3 separate regions of the Mus musculus genome follow, and all the other regions are linked to region 1. The links are chromatin contacts, called in public HiChIP or PLAC-seq maps. All regions are on one chromosome and are shown on one strand. The core of a region is the stretch at or near the end of the contact, and the rest is flanking DNA. Distances in the headings are between cores, read along the strand shown. Region 1 has its middle 8.3 kb from the start of Gm5441. Region 2 overlaps Ptprn2 (protein tyrosine phosphatase, receptor type, N polypeptide 2). Region 3 overlaps Ptprn2 (protein tyrosine phosphatase, receptor type, N polypeptide 2).

Evidence for each region. HiChIP or PLAC-seq counts read pairs in DNA pulled down with a chosen protein or histone mark.
Region 2: a contact with region 1 is called in an H3K4me3 HiChIP or PLAC-seq map of embryonic basal ganglia, with 6 times the contacts expected there. The contact joins two enhancer-like sites. A contact is called at or near these places in 3 of 115 datasets of contacts at active chromatin or transcription factors (embryonic basal ganglia, embryonic midbrain and forebrain).
Region 3: an H3K4me3 HiChIP or PLAC-seq map of embryonic basal ganglia shows a contact between it and region 1, with 3 times the contacts expected there. The contact joins two enhancer-like sites. A contact is called at or near these places in 13 of 484 Hi-C or Micro-C datasets (the N1E-115 cell line, cerebral cortex, cochlea and 3 more), 3 of 115 datasets of contacts at active chromatin or transcription factors (embryonic basal ganglia, forebrain and neural progenitor cells) and 1 of 9 other capture datasets (embryonic stem cells).

The regions. Positions count from the first base shown.
Region 1 is chr12:117,343,165-117,347,360 of GRCm38.p6, reverse strand. No RefSeq gene overlaps it. Among named protein-coding and RNA genes, the nearest start is that of Gm5441, 8.3 kb to the right of the region's middle. Within about 2 kb of position 1,915, at least 94 of the 459 cell types and tissues checked have an H3K27ac peak or open chromatin away from gene starts, as enhancers often do. A contact at or near this core is called in embryonic basal ganglia and forebrain, where this site is marked.
Region 2 is chr12:116,675,490-116,679,685 of GRCm38.p6, reverse strand. The region is part of intron 2 of Ptprn2 (protein tyrosine phosphatase, receptor type, N polypeptide 2); the gene reads right to left. Among named protein-coding and RNA genes, the nearest start is that of Gm31336, 80 kb to the left of the region's middle. Within about 2 kb of position 1,790, at least 52 of the 459 cell types and tissues checked have an H3K27ac peak or open chromatin away from gene starts, as enhancers often do. A contact at or near this core is called in embryonic basal ganglia and forebrain, where this site is marked.
Region 3 is chr12:116,821,366-116,825,561 of GRCm38.p6, reverse strand. Ptprn2 (protein tyrosine phosphatase, receptor type, N polypeptide 2) reads right to left here. Exons shown (of 23, transcript NM_011215.2): 4 at 1,143-1,245. Among named protein-coding and RNA genes, the nearest start is that of Gm31336, 66 kb to the right of the region's middle. Within about 2 kb of position 2,046, at least 4 of the 459 cell types and tissues checked have an H3K27ac peak or open chromatin away from gene starts, as enhancers often do. A contact at or near this core is called in embryonic basal ganglia, where this site is marked.

The DNA of each region.
Region 1 (4,196 bases), core at 666-3,165:
CTGATGTCCCTGATTACGCAGCAGCAGCAGCAGCCAGCAGCCGCCGCCACAGGGGTCAGTAGTGGTCACAGCAGTGTTTGTGCACTGAGCCTGGGATGCTTTGAAGAGACCACATGAATTCTGTAGAATATGAGTGGATCTAAATAGACCTGTTTCTGAAGATGGCTTTTCCACTTGACCTCAGGGAAACCATCATTTCAAACAGAAAAAAAAAATCCCACTAGAGTTTCAGCTGAGATAGTTTTGAGGATGTTGATGGGAGGAATCTCTCCTACACTGGTCTGGTCTGAGCATTGTGCTGCTCAGAACCCCTCTTGGCTTTAGGGGTACAGCGGGAGGAGGGATTGCAGGGTATCACAGTTTTCCATTTGCACTGGGAGCTTTCCAGGGCACTGATAACCTTCAATCCAGCAGTTTGGCATAGCTCCAGGGTATATCCTAAGACACTTTCATCTTCGTGTGGCTGTGAAGGCAGCACAAAGGCGGGATGGTGTTCACTCAGGATCTGGGCAGACACAGAGAAAATCATGAACTCTTCTTTCTAGATCAGTGCCGCATCCCCAGAGCCCCAGCAGCCAGCATGCTACTCTGGAGGGCGTGTGCTGTGAAGAAAATGAAGGAATGCAAAGCGAGGTGGCATTCTCTTCACCTGGCAGAGATACTGTCACCAGAAGTGTGCCTGTAGTTGTCATATGTCAGCGGACCACCCTCAAGCTAAAGGCAAGAGTGATGTGTGTGATGTTTGAGAGCTCTATGCTGGTCTCAGTGGCTTGGAGTCCACTGTTGCATTGTGAGTAGTCATACTTTCTAGAGAACAATGTAGGTGACTAAATGCTGTACATCTAACCATGGCTCCATCAAAAAGTTGGGGACTGCGTGGCAACTGCTGTGACAAGGACCCTTTTTAAAGGCTAATAAAATAAAATAAAATGAGGCCTTCAAAAGCAAGGTTTGGGAGCCAGAGAGAGCTTAGCTTAGCTGTTAAGAGCACTAGCTCTTATTTCAGAAGACCCTGGCTTGAGTCCAGACATAGGTGTGGCAAGGCTCACATTCTCTACTGACCAAGCACTGACAGCTTTGAGGGTTCCTGTAACCCCAGAGGTGTCCCTCATGTGGCTTCTCAGGTTTCAGTGGCTCTGGTGGTGGCTTTCACACAGCTCATGGCTGTCAGTTGCTCTGATAATGTCTTCCATATATACCATCAATGGTGTTTCCCACATCACTTTGGAAGTTTCCAGTGGCTCTTCCAGCATCCTTGACTGTGCCGAATATAGAAGAAACACATTCTCCTCATAGAGCCACAGATCCCAAGATCAAGTGGTCAGAGTTCAGGGGATTTTCCATTTGATAGCAAGGGGGTCAAACAGCAGGTATGTCTAGAGCGCACCGCAAGTCTCATTCCAGATGGTGACTCTTCAGATGAAACAAGTGAGGACCGAGGGCGCCGTTTCCACTATGTTCACTCTAGTGCCACGGACTCCCTCACACTAGCTGTCAGGCACTCCTCGAATTATGCAGTTCTTGTAACAATTGACAGTGATGTGGTCTTTTAGTGACCCCCGTCTGTATACCGATGGGCGCCAGGCAGTGTGGCAGCTGGCAGGGCTCTTTCCAAACGCTACTTACTAGCTTCTTACCTTCTTAGCTAGAGTTTATGCAACTCAAATTCATATGCTTTCCCTCAGTCTCCCACCCACGCCTTTCCCAGTTTTCTCAAACCCACCTCCACTCTCAGCCTCCATCTTCCTTTATAACCCGGTGAACTTTGCCAGCCCTCCTGAGGAGCAAGAAGCCGCGCACCTCTCCCCTTCCTCTCCTCCCCCTGGTGGGCGGAGCAGCTCTGCTTCAGCTCCTGTTGCTATGACTCTGTTGCTAGGATCAGGCTGTCTCCATCCCCGGCAGGAAACATGTAATGAATTATGGATGGCTGATTCTCTCGGAGAGACCTGATCTGTAATGCAGATGAGCTCAAAGCACCCCCTTTTCTTCTGGTTTCTTAAGAAAAAAAAATCAGTTTTAAATCTGACGGAGCGCTGTCCAAGCCCCAGTTGCCCCTGGCAGTGGCTTCTGCTGAGATGGGTGCTGATTTTCATGCAAAGGGCCTGGGCCAAGCTCTGCTATTTGTGCTGAGGGCCTTGCAGGATTTTCTCTGGTCCTGTGACCCTGTGGGGCATGCTCGCTTTTCTCTCTCTTTTTGTGCTGAGAGGAGAAATGGAATATAAACACTAACATGACATTTTATACAAACACTAGACATGACATTTTCTAAGTGCATGGCCTCCTCCTGTGGGCACAGTGCAAGCACTGAAGGCCAGGTCTCAGGTTCATCCATTCTCTCTCTCTCTCTCTCTCTCTCTCTCTCTCTCTCTCTCTCCCTCATTTATAGCTCTCCCCGCACTCCCCCCCCCAACCCGGTTCCAGCCATCTTTGTGCACAGAAGCCCGCAACAGCGAGGGCAAGAGAGGGCCTGCATTGCAGGGTCACTGTCAGCATAGTGGCTTTGATGCTACCCCACTGCCCTGAGGTCACGGGTCAGAGGACAGAAGCTCTGTCCCCTACCCTTTCTCTTTCCAGCATCCAGAGTGTATGTCCATGAGCGTGGATGTCAGGAGGAAGTCTCAATGCCTATTGATCATTCCATGTGCCCTGTGGAGCAGCTCTGGGCTCCAGGATGGGTAGCAGTGTTGCTGTGGTACAGCTTGCTCAGAACTATTGGCAGGATTTTTGCATCGTGAAGAGGCAGCCAACACAATTTGGGAACGTCTTTGGTTTGCTCTGGAGAGATGTTCAGAGGGTAAAATGCACACAGGCGCTGGGTGTGGGATGTGAGACTGTACCTCCAGTACTGGAGTAGGAACTGGTATATCCCAGGGGCTCACTGGCCAGCCAGTCTACGAAAACAGTGACCTCTGGGATCAGTGAGAGACCATGTCTCAAAAAATAAGTTACTGGGGAAGGCAGGAGAGCCAACATCTGGGTTCCATATGTGCACATACATGCTTCCCACACCTGAGCGGATGGGGGAGAACATCAAAGCTAAAAGAGAGCTGGAGAGATGGCTCAGCAGGCAGGAGCACTGGCTGCTCTTGCAGAGGGCCTGCTTTCAATGCCCAGTAGCTGCCAACTGTCTTTAACTCCAGTTCTAGGGGATCTTCTGACCTCCGCAAGCACCAGGCACTCACAGGTGGTGCACAGACATACACGCAGGCAAAACACCAGAACACATAAAAATAAATGATTTATTTACTTAACAAACAAACTTAAAAAAAAGCCTTTTCCAGTTATCCATGTGACCAGAAATTAAATATCCAGACTGTATAAATCATTTTTAAAATTAAAACCAAACTCTCTTCCCCTTATCCAGTCAATAAGCAGGTGATTGAATTGAATAGACACTTCTCAAAATAAAAAAATATAAGTGGCTAATAAGTATACAAAAAAAAAAAAAAAACCAACCCACAAATGCTCACAGAATCAGTATCCATCAGGGTAATACAAACCAAGTGAACACAGAGATTACATCTCCTGTCTATCAGAACGGTCATTGCCATAACAACAGGACAGGATTGCACCCTTATCCACAGCTAATAAGAATGTAAAACAAGGGCTGGTGAGATGGCTCAGTGGGTAAGAGCACCCGACTGCTCTTCCGAAGGTCCGAAGTTCAAATCCCAGCAACCACATGGTGGCTCACAACCACCCGTAATGAGATCTGATGCCCTCTTCTGGTGTGTCTGAAGACAGCTATAGTGTACTTACATATAATAAATAAATAAATCTTTTAAAAAAAATGTAAAACAAAAACCCAAACTTCATACGATCCAGCTGTACCATTCATGAAAATATATACCAAAGGAACGTCTATCACAGATTGGAGATACCTGCCTAGCCATGCTCACACAGCCAAGTCATGGGCTCAGTCTAGCTCCCCATCATCAGATGAGTGGATGACGGAGGTATGGTACTGGGGCTGGGGAGATGGCTCAGTTGGTAAATGTCAGCCATGCAAGCATCAGGACCTGCTTATAGATCCCAGCACCTACATAAGAGCTGTGTGTGGGAGAGTATGTCTATAAACCCAGAGCAGGGGTGGAATGGAAGCAGGAGCATCTCTAAAGCTCCCTGGCCTGGCAGCTTAGCAGAATCAATGAGCTGCAGGGAGGGTTGGTGAGAGACTCTTTCCAAAAAGGATAGAG
Region 2 (4,196 bases), core at 541-3,040, 670 kb after region 1:
TTTTGGGATAGCATTGGAAATGTAAATGAAATAAATACCTAATAAAAAATAAAAATAAATAAATCAGAACACACACAGTGCCACTTGAATTTCTGTGGGAGGCTCTCAGAGGTCAGAGAGCAAGGTCCCTGGATAGCCATGTGGATCTCCTGAAGCAGAAATAACTGTGCTAAGACAAAAGCACAACCTGTACTCACACACAAATATTTGCACACAAAGGCACAAACATGCATAGACTTCAGACAAAACTTCCTATCTATACCAACTATTTCTTCCTTCTTCAAGGCATTTTGAAAGCTACAAGATCATCTAGCCAATGGGATCTCACAAGGCAAACCAATTATGACAAAAAAAAAAAATCTTGGTTTCTAATTGCAGTCGATCACATATCTGCCTGCCTAGTACAGGGCTTTTCTTGCCTTAACTTGATACACACTTAAGTGTAAACAAGAATGCTCACTTTTCTGTTTCCAACAGTGAATCAATTTTAAGCATCTCCTTAGATCTGAGAACATATAAAGAGACAGACTCTTACAAGTAATAATGGCATTCATATTAAAGAAGAGAGATGTTTAATTAAACACAATGCTGCACACTGGCAGTGTGAATCATTCCCTCTCAGACAGGAAGGCACCAGGCACACTCGGAGTTATGTAGCTGCCATCCTTAACTGAGGCTGATGTACCATCTCTTTACATACAGCCAGGCCATTGAGGCCCAGCAATCTCAAAATATATTCCCTCTTAGGAGCTTCTACCTGATGGATCACAGACAGCTGCTGTCTACCAAGGAAACTTTCTGTCACTTCCCCGACACTTCCCTTCACACAGCCACCTTCTCCCATGACACACTGGTGTACACAAACATCTGCACACCGAAGTAGTCTATATGGGTGTTTTTCCAAAATTACCTTAGTAATTAGCCTTCACTCTTCAAACATAATCTATACAAATCTCAAATGTAAAAGTGTAGAAAATACACACATATGTGGAAAATTGTCCTCAGAGACATCAGAATAAGAATTCCTATTAGTGGAACTGTTGTCATGTAACCTATGAGCTCAACAAGAGAGCCAAGCTGGACATATGCACCCAGCTCCTCTGGAGACTGGGGATTTGAGATCATCAGACATCCTGGGTGTGTTGTCTTCCTTCCTTCCCTTCTCTGTTCTGCTTGCTGCTCCCTCTTCCTCTCACCTTCTCACTGCTCCTCTTTTCTCTCCTCTTCTCACTGCTCCTCCCTCCTCTCCCCCTTCTCACTGCTCCTCCCTCCTCTCCCCCTTCTCACTGCTCCTTCCTCTCCCCTTCTCACTGCTCCTCCCTCCTCTCCCCTTCTCACTGCTCCTCCCTCCTCTCCCCTTCTCACTGCTCCTCCCTCCTCTCCCCTTCTCACTGCTCCTCCCTCCTCTCCCCTTCTCACTGCTCCTCCCTCCTCTCCCCTTCTCACTGCTCCTCCCTCCTCTCCCCTTCTCACTGCTCCTCCCTCCTCTCCCCCTTTTTGCTGCTCCCTTTCTTCTACAAAGGAAGAAACTCGGATTTCTGTTGAATCGGCCACAAAGCTGAGAAACACATTTGCTCCTCTAGGAAACAGCACATGTATACATGTGTGGTTAAAGCACACCATGAGTAGAATTGTGTGTGCAGTACACGTGCACAGGCGCATGCACACAGGCAGTGCAGCATGTGCAGGCACACACTCAAACAGAATCATCAGAAGAAGCTGCTGCACAGTCATAAACTGTCAATCCTCAGCACACAAGCCTCTCTGCATCTTGAAGATAATGAGGAATTACCATGGCAACCCTTGAACAAGCCTCACATCTCTCCTCATTTCCCCAGAACACAGCATGGCAGCTGCAACTCCATCTCCCAGAACACACACTGTTTGAGAGCACAGGGCAGTAAGACTAAGAGCGTGTTCTCCTGTCACTTGCTGGGACTCAACTCAGGACATGTTCCTACTAGAATCAGAGTTCTTTTACAGCCAAGGTTGCATTCTTGGATTTATTTTACTTTGCATGTGGTCACAAAACAAAACAAATACAATGTCATTCAACTGAGTTCTGTTTCCAGGTCTATTGTAGATAGAAATAACTTTAAAAGCAGCCAAATATATTGGTATGGAACATGGGACTTGGAATAAGGTGTTCTTTCCCTGAGTTCTAGATATGTTTCTATTGCCAGAGCCTACCATTTTCTGAGGAATTCTTTCCCCCTCACAATTGGGACTTGAAAACAATAGTGTTAGGGTAGAGATGAACAGAGCTGACTTGGTGTCTGAGGAACTCTGGCCAACAGTATAGATGCAGCAGGGGTCTCTAGTTTCTCCATATGTATTCCAGATTAATGCTGAATCTCTGAATTAGATGTTCACTTCCACAAGTTTCCAAGAGGAGTCAAAATACTGGGCTAAACTCAGGAAGGAGCAGCATCTAGGAAACATGGTGTCACTGCAGAGCTAAGAAAAATGGGCGAGGCAAAAGCCTGGTAAGTGGGGCTATATGGCAGAAATCCTGGTGGGCAGGGCTATAATAATATCCAGGGCCCTCCTGCTCTAGGCCTTTTTCTTTGCCATTTGTCTTGTTCCCTGGGTCTACAGGACAAATTCTTGCAGTGTACATCACTTCACAAGGCCAGCTCCCACAGGAACATACCATGCAGACAGCTGGGCGACACCAAGAGGATACACGTGATGAGGCAGACCCGTGAGCTACACCTACCAACTACTCCTAGAGAACCTCTGCTCGTGATCTCCAACAAGCAAATCTTGAATTTTACAAGTGAATATAGCCCGTATTGATCTCTAAATTTCTTTCTCCCATCAGTGTTAGCCTTGGGCTGATAACTGCCATAATTCTTAGCAAGTACATGAAGCAAGTCTCCAATACAGGTATGTGTCAGGCAGCAGTCATCACCTACGTAAGCTTCTAGGTGAAGATCACACAAAAGCACTGGCTTCTAACTTTCACTATCTCATACGTAAGTGAAGAACATGGCGAGTCAGGAAGCCAGTTGCATCCAGCAGAATTCAGGGAACAAGGCAACAGGAATATCCTGAGGCCCTGCCTCAGCCACAAAGACCCAGACCTGGCCCACACTGCCAGTCTTATCCTCATGTGCTGTCATGAAGCATATTTTTAAGATAAGAACTCTGTAACACAAGAAGAAGACAGGACGTTTCTGCTTGTGGTCTAGGAGCACAATGCCACAGTCAACCCCACAGCGTAGCACAGTGGTTAGGGAAGGCAGGATACCCAGCCAGGAACTACCAGATGAGCACAGACACTCACTCCATTGTAAGCTGGAAGAGGTAGCAAAGTCTCGAGGCTGTCTGCTCATTCTGATGACTCAGAAATGTCAGGCCTGAATATGCCTTTGTCTATACAAGAACAAAAATAAATCATAAATAAACACAAATTGTGACCAGGGAAGATGAATGCTTGCTACACAAATTATGAGGACCTGAGGTTGATTTCTTGAACGCATATGAAAAAGCTGGGCATGGTGGCCCATGCTTATAATTTCAGAGCTGAGCAGGCTGAGACAGAAGGATCCTGGGACTCACAGGCTAGCCAATCTAGGCTAATTGACAATCTCCAGGCAAGCAAGAGACACTGTCTCAAAAAACAATGTGAACAGCTACTGGGAAATGAAACCTGTTGTCTACCTCTGTCCTCCTCTGCATGGATATGAACACCAATGCACCCTTACACACTTGTACATACATGTACATATATACACACCAAAAGCAGGCACACATAAATTCAGACATGCTGAAACAACACCAACATAAGACTATAGATGCTGTGTGTGGGCAATAGAAAAGAGGCAAGTCTGGACATGGAGAAAAAAAAAAGCTGCCCCTGTGTTGCTCGGGCCCCACTACTATACTTAAACTGAAGGTCATGGGTGCAGAGTGGCAAACAGAGAAGGAAGATGACTGAGACTGAGTTCTGCCTTTAACAGAAAGAGAAACCAAGAGCCAAAGAAACACAGCATAGGAAGCCTTCAGGACCAAGGGCTTTTCCAGTTTGAGGGCACAAAATATTTTACTAAATATCACATAAAAATCTAAATTTTCAAAAGGTCCTTAGGTTGCTCCTCCTAAAAAATAAATCAAGTTAACAATTAAGATGAGGTAGGCCTGTTAAAGGGGCCAGCAGCACAAAAAGAAGCAAACATGTGCTTAATTACCAC
Region 3 (4,196 bases), core at 797-3,296, 520 kb after region 1:
TCTCATGTCACACATTACTGATGAGAGAATAAACTAGCACAAAAATGTTTATGGTTAATTTTGCAATATGCCAAACACTTGTGCTAGAAACTTTTATATGATTTAACATAATTATTTTATTTAGAAGCCTTTTCAAAGGTGTTCAGGAAATGGGTCAGATAATTTATTGTAAGACTGATCTTAGAACATTGGTAAATAGTAGAACAAATTCTTGGTTAGTGACAGAAAAAGGGTTTTGACTGGATTGTGGAATATGCTTAATAAACAGCTACTAGAGCTCAAGTTTTCTGACTGTAAGATGGACGAGCAGGTCAAGGTGCTGGCTGTGCCCTGTGAGGATGTGATTCTATCTTCAGAAACAACATGGTGGATGGGGGAACTAGCCCAGCAGATTGTATTCTAACCCCACCCACACTCTTTATGTGTATGCATGCCTCCTCAACACACAGAAATAAATATAATGTAAAAAATTCCAGAGAGAGAGAGAGCAAGAACAAGAGAGGGAGAGAGAGAGAGAGAGAGAATGAATTCTGTTGCTTAGGGAAACAATGAACCCTGTAAACTAAGCCTTTGGGAAAGGTTCCAAAGGTCCGAGAATACAGCATACCAGTCCAGCTCATTCTTGCAGTAATTTCTCTTTGGGCAATGTTGCCCATTTCATGATCTATTGGAAGTGGGACTCCCAGGTCATCACCCTATAGCTGTAAGTTCAGGTGAATGAGATGGTACAGAACACACTGTTGCTCAATACAGGCTGCTGGGCTTTGGGAAAGAAAGATCACGACTTTCTGAATTAATCCTGCTCATTGCAATGTTGTTAACACAATTTGCTAGTAAGAAACCAGAATTCTTGACCTTACTTTGCAAGACTATGGCTCTGAAGGTGCAGAGCTCTTCTGGGGTCTCAGGGACAAGTACAAAAAAGACCCACAGTGTGCCTCTCAGTGTCCAAGGCACCACATTTCAGGGTTACTCCACTGTATAAAGATGCCTTGCATCTCTTTCTCTTGGGTATCCTCTTCCTCATGGGTATCCATTCTACACCCAAAAGGTGGGAGTTGCTTCCCTATGCTAATAGTAGCCAAACTTAATGATACAGCTACGTCCGGGAATAAGAAGAGGCAAGTCATGCCCACACATACCTGGCTGGGCCGGACGCTTCCCCATGCCATAGGTAGGCCTTGGGGAGGTTTGCAAGCTCCTGGGCAATCACACGCTGGGTATAGTCATCTTGCCACGTGAAACCTGTAGGGAAAGGAGTAAAACCTGAGGCATGAATTTGCAAATGTGGCTAAACTCTTACTCCAGACTCCTACAGGTCCCTGTTCTTCCAGAAAACCATGGGGGCCTTGTGAGGTTGAGTAAGATCTCCTTTATCTTTCTTAAATCTCCAGACACAAGTGATAGTCAGTGCTTTGCTCTGTTGCTTTAAAAATAGGTGCAACGGGTGTTGGCTGTGGCTGGGAGACAAAGGAAACAGAAACTGAGAGAGGCTTTTGTCTAACACAGAAGATGGACCTTGTCTACCTGGGTAGGTTCACCGGCAGCAAAGAGGCCCCCAACAACAACATGCATGTCGTTGCCCAGCCTACTTGCCATACTGCCTTGCTCGGCACACCCACTGTTGTGCTGACCTAGTTGCCATACCACATTGGAACAATGTTTTCCCTAACCCATCCTGCCTGAGAGCCCAGCGTTTGGCTGGATAGGGTTACACTCTTGTGAAGCAGTTACTGTGGATTTAATGTACTAAATCTCAGAGCCAATTACATTATATTTACACTCAAATGTTGTGACAAAGAGCTTTATAACAAGGGGAAGCAGTTATGAAGGCAAAAATCCATGCAATTGTGCATTAATTACATGCACTGTGGATCACATGATAATTATTCTCAGAATTACCAAATAACTCCCAAGAATAATTATTATGCAATTTGTACATTTTAGATCTTACGGTAACGCTTTCACACTTAGAGCTACCCCATGCAATTATCCATAATTATCTAATCACTAAGCATCACATAATTACAGAGGTATATTTTTATGCTCTGTGCAAAAAACAAGTTACAAAGCCTTCAAGTCAGGACAGCTCTGTGTATGTATGCGTTTGCATACATGTGACTGTGTATGTATATGTGTTCATATGTGATGATCATGCATATGAGTGTATATGTGTATGCATGGGAAGGTATATTTGTGTATGTGTGCATATTTGTGTGCACATATGAATGTGTGACTAGTATGGTAATAAAGCCTAGAGCATATACTCTGGATGAAATTTAAAGTATAGAGAAGTGGTTTTCATGAACATATTTAAACATTTTAATGCAAATATGAATTGTTAAAGCTTACAGATGGCAAGAATCAAATGGCTGGCACATCCTAAGTCCCCAGAGGCCCAATGGTGAAAATGCCAGGAGGACTCCGGTTTCAGCCCTAGGTCCTTCAGAGCATCTCTCTGTGGAAGGAAAGTCACTGCAGGGAATTTGGACCAATCTATGTAGCTTGCAATGCTTGGTAGTGAAGGCATCAGAAAAGCAGGTTCTTGGCCAGGCATGCTTCTGAGCCCCCCCTCTGTCCATTCCCAGGGGAATTCTCAATGGAAAGCACTTTGCAATATTAGCCCAACAGCTAGCATTTTGGGTTTAAAAAATACACATATTTTAAACATGCTATTCCCCAAGGACAGTCTTACGATTAATATTTATCAGGCAACAGAAACTTGAGACCATAAAGGAACTTTGCATGAAAAAAATGTCATTAAACATGGCATCTTCTGGGCTGGGGAGATGACTTTGTTGGTAAAGTGCACAGCTTGCATATTCAAGGGTCTGTTTGATCTACAGAACCCACATTTAAAAAGCTGAGCATGAGAGCACATGCTTGGAACCCCAGAATTAAGGAGGTGGAAACAGGGATTCTTGGGGCTCACTGGTCGGTCTAACAGTCAGGTTTTAGGCCAATGAGAGACTCCATCTTTAAAAACAGCAGAGGTTGCTCCTGAGAAACAGCACCAAAGGTTGTCCTCTGGCTTCCTATGCACACACATGCACAACATGGACACCTACACATACAGACCCGTAAGTCCATGCACACACTCTCAAGCACACATGTTTTGGGTCTAAAGAGCACACTACTTGGACACAGTACTGCATGTGCTGAGCTCTGTGGCAGGGCTTCAGGAGCATGATGGCCAGGGTGCAGTCAGCTACACAGGCAGTCTGAAAGGGATCCGGACTCCAGCCCAGACTTCTAAGCTTTCATTTGAGCAGAAAGTATTTATATATTGGAAAGAAAATTGACTTAGCATCACGCTGAACTACCAAAGAAACAAAGTACCCTAGAAGAAAGGACCCATCTGCTTAAAACTGAGAAGATGAACCATGTGCAGGAAAGTAGACTTAATGTCTCCTCTTCATTCATTGACAAACTCTAGCAGCCATAGATATGGAGGGCCAAGGGTGGAGAGAACAGGTAAAGAAGGAGCCTACAGCAAAGCTTCATGCCCTTTCTCCAAGTGACCAGATGTGGAGCTAAAGACACCAACCCATAAATGCCCTGGGTGCAGGCAAAAAAACTCCAGATACAACTACTTCTCTCATCCTATAAAGACCAAAGAGTATCAGACAGTGATGGGCTCTACAAGAAAGTACAGTCTTTCAACCCACCTTCCTGGCTGGGAATCCTAGGATTACTTCTGCCTACACCATGATGAAGTGTCTCCATACCAGCACTCAGTTTATCCTGCACTCACCCATGATATATGGTAGATCTGAACCTCCTCCAGTAACTGTTTTCTGCAAGGGGTGCTCTACCCTATCTCACAGAACAGCACTGGTCAAAGCTGGTTAGAGCACAGAGTTCAAATAGAACCTAGGCTCTCATGAAATGGCACAGATTTTTGTGGGATGTCACTGGTCCCACCAATATCCCAAGCAGAGTGAAGGGACACCAGCACTGGGGTGGCACATGTGGCAACAGTCAGATGAAGGTTTAAAGAAGCCGTAGCTTCAGTGAGCAACTATGAAGCCCCATGTGCAGGAAAGGAGGAAGTGGAGAGTCTCAGAAAACATGGGGGCGGGGAATAAAAATGATAGAAATGGAAGGATCACGATTAAAGCCAACAACAAGCAAATTGTTCTGTGGTAATGTTTCTTGGCTGAAAGGGGAAGAAGAGTTGGCGAACTTCGAGATGG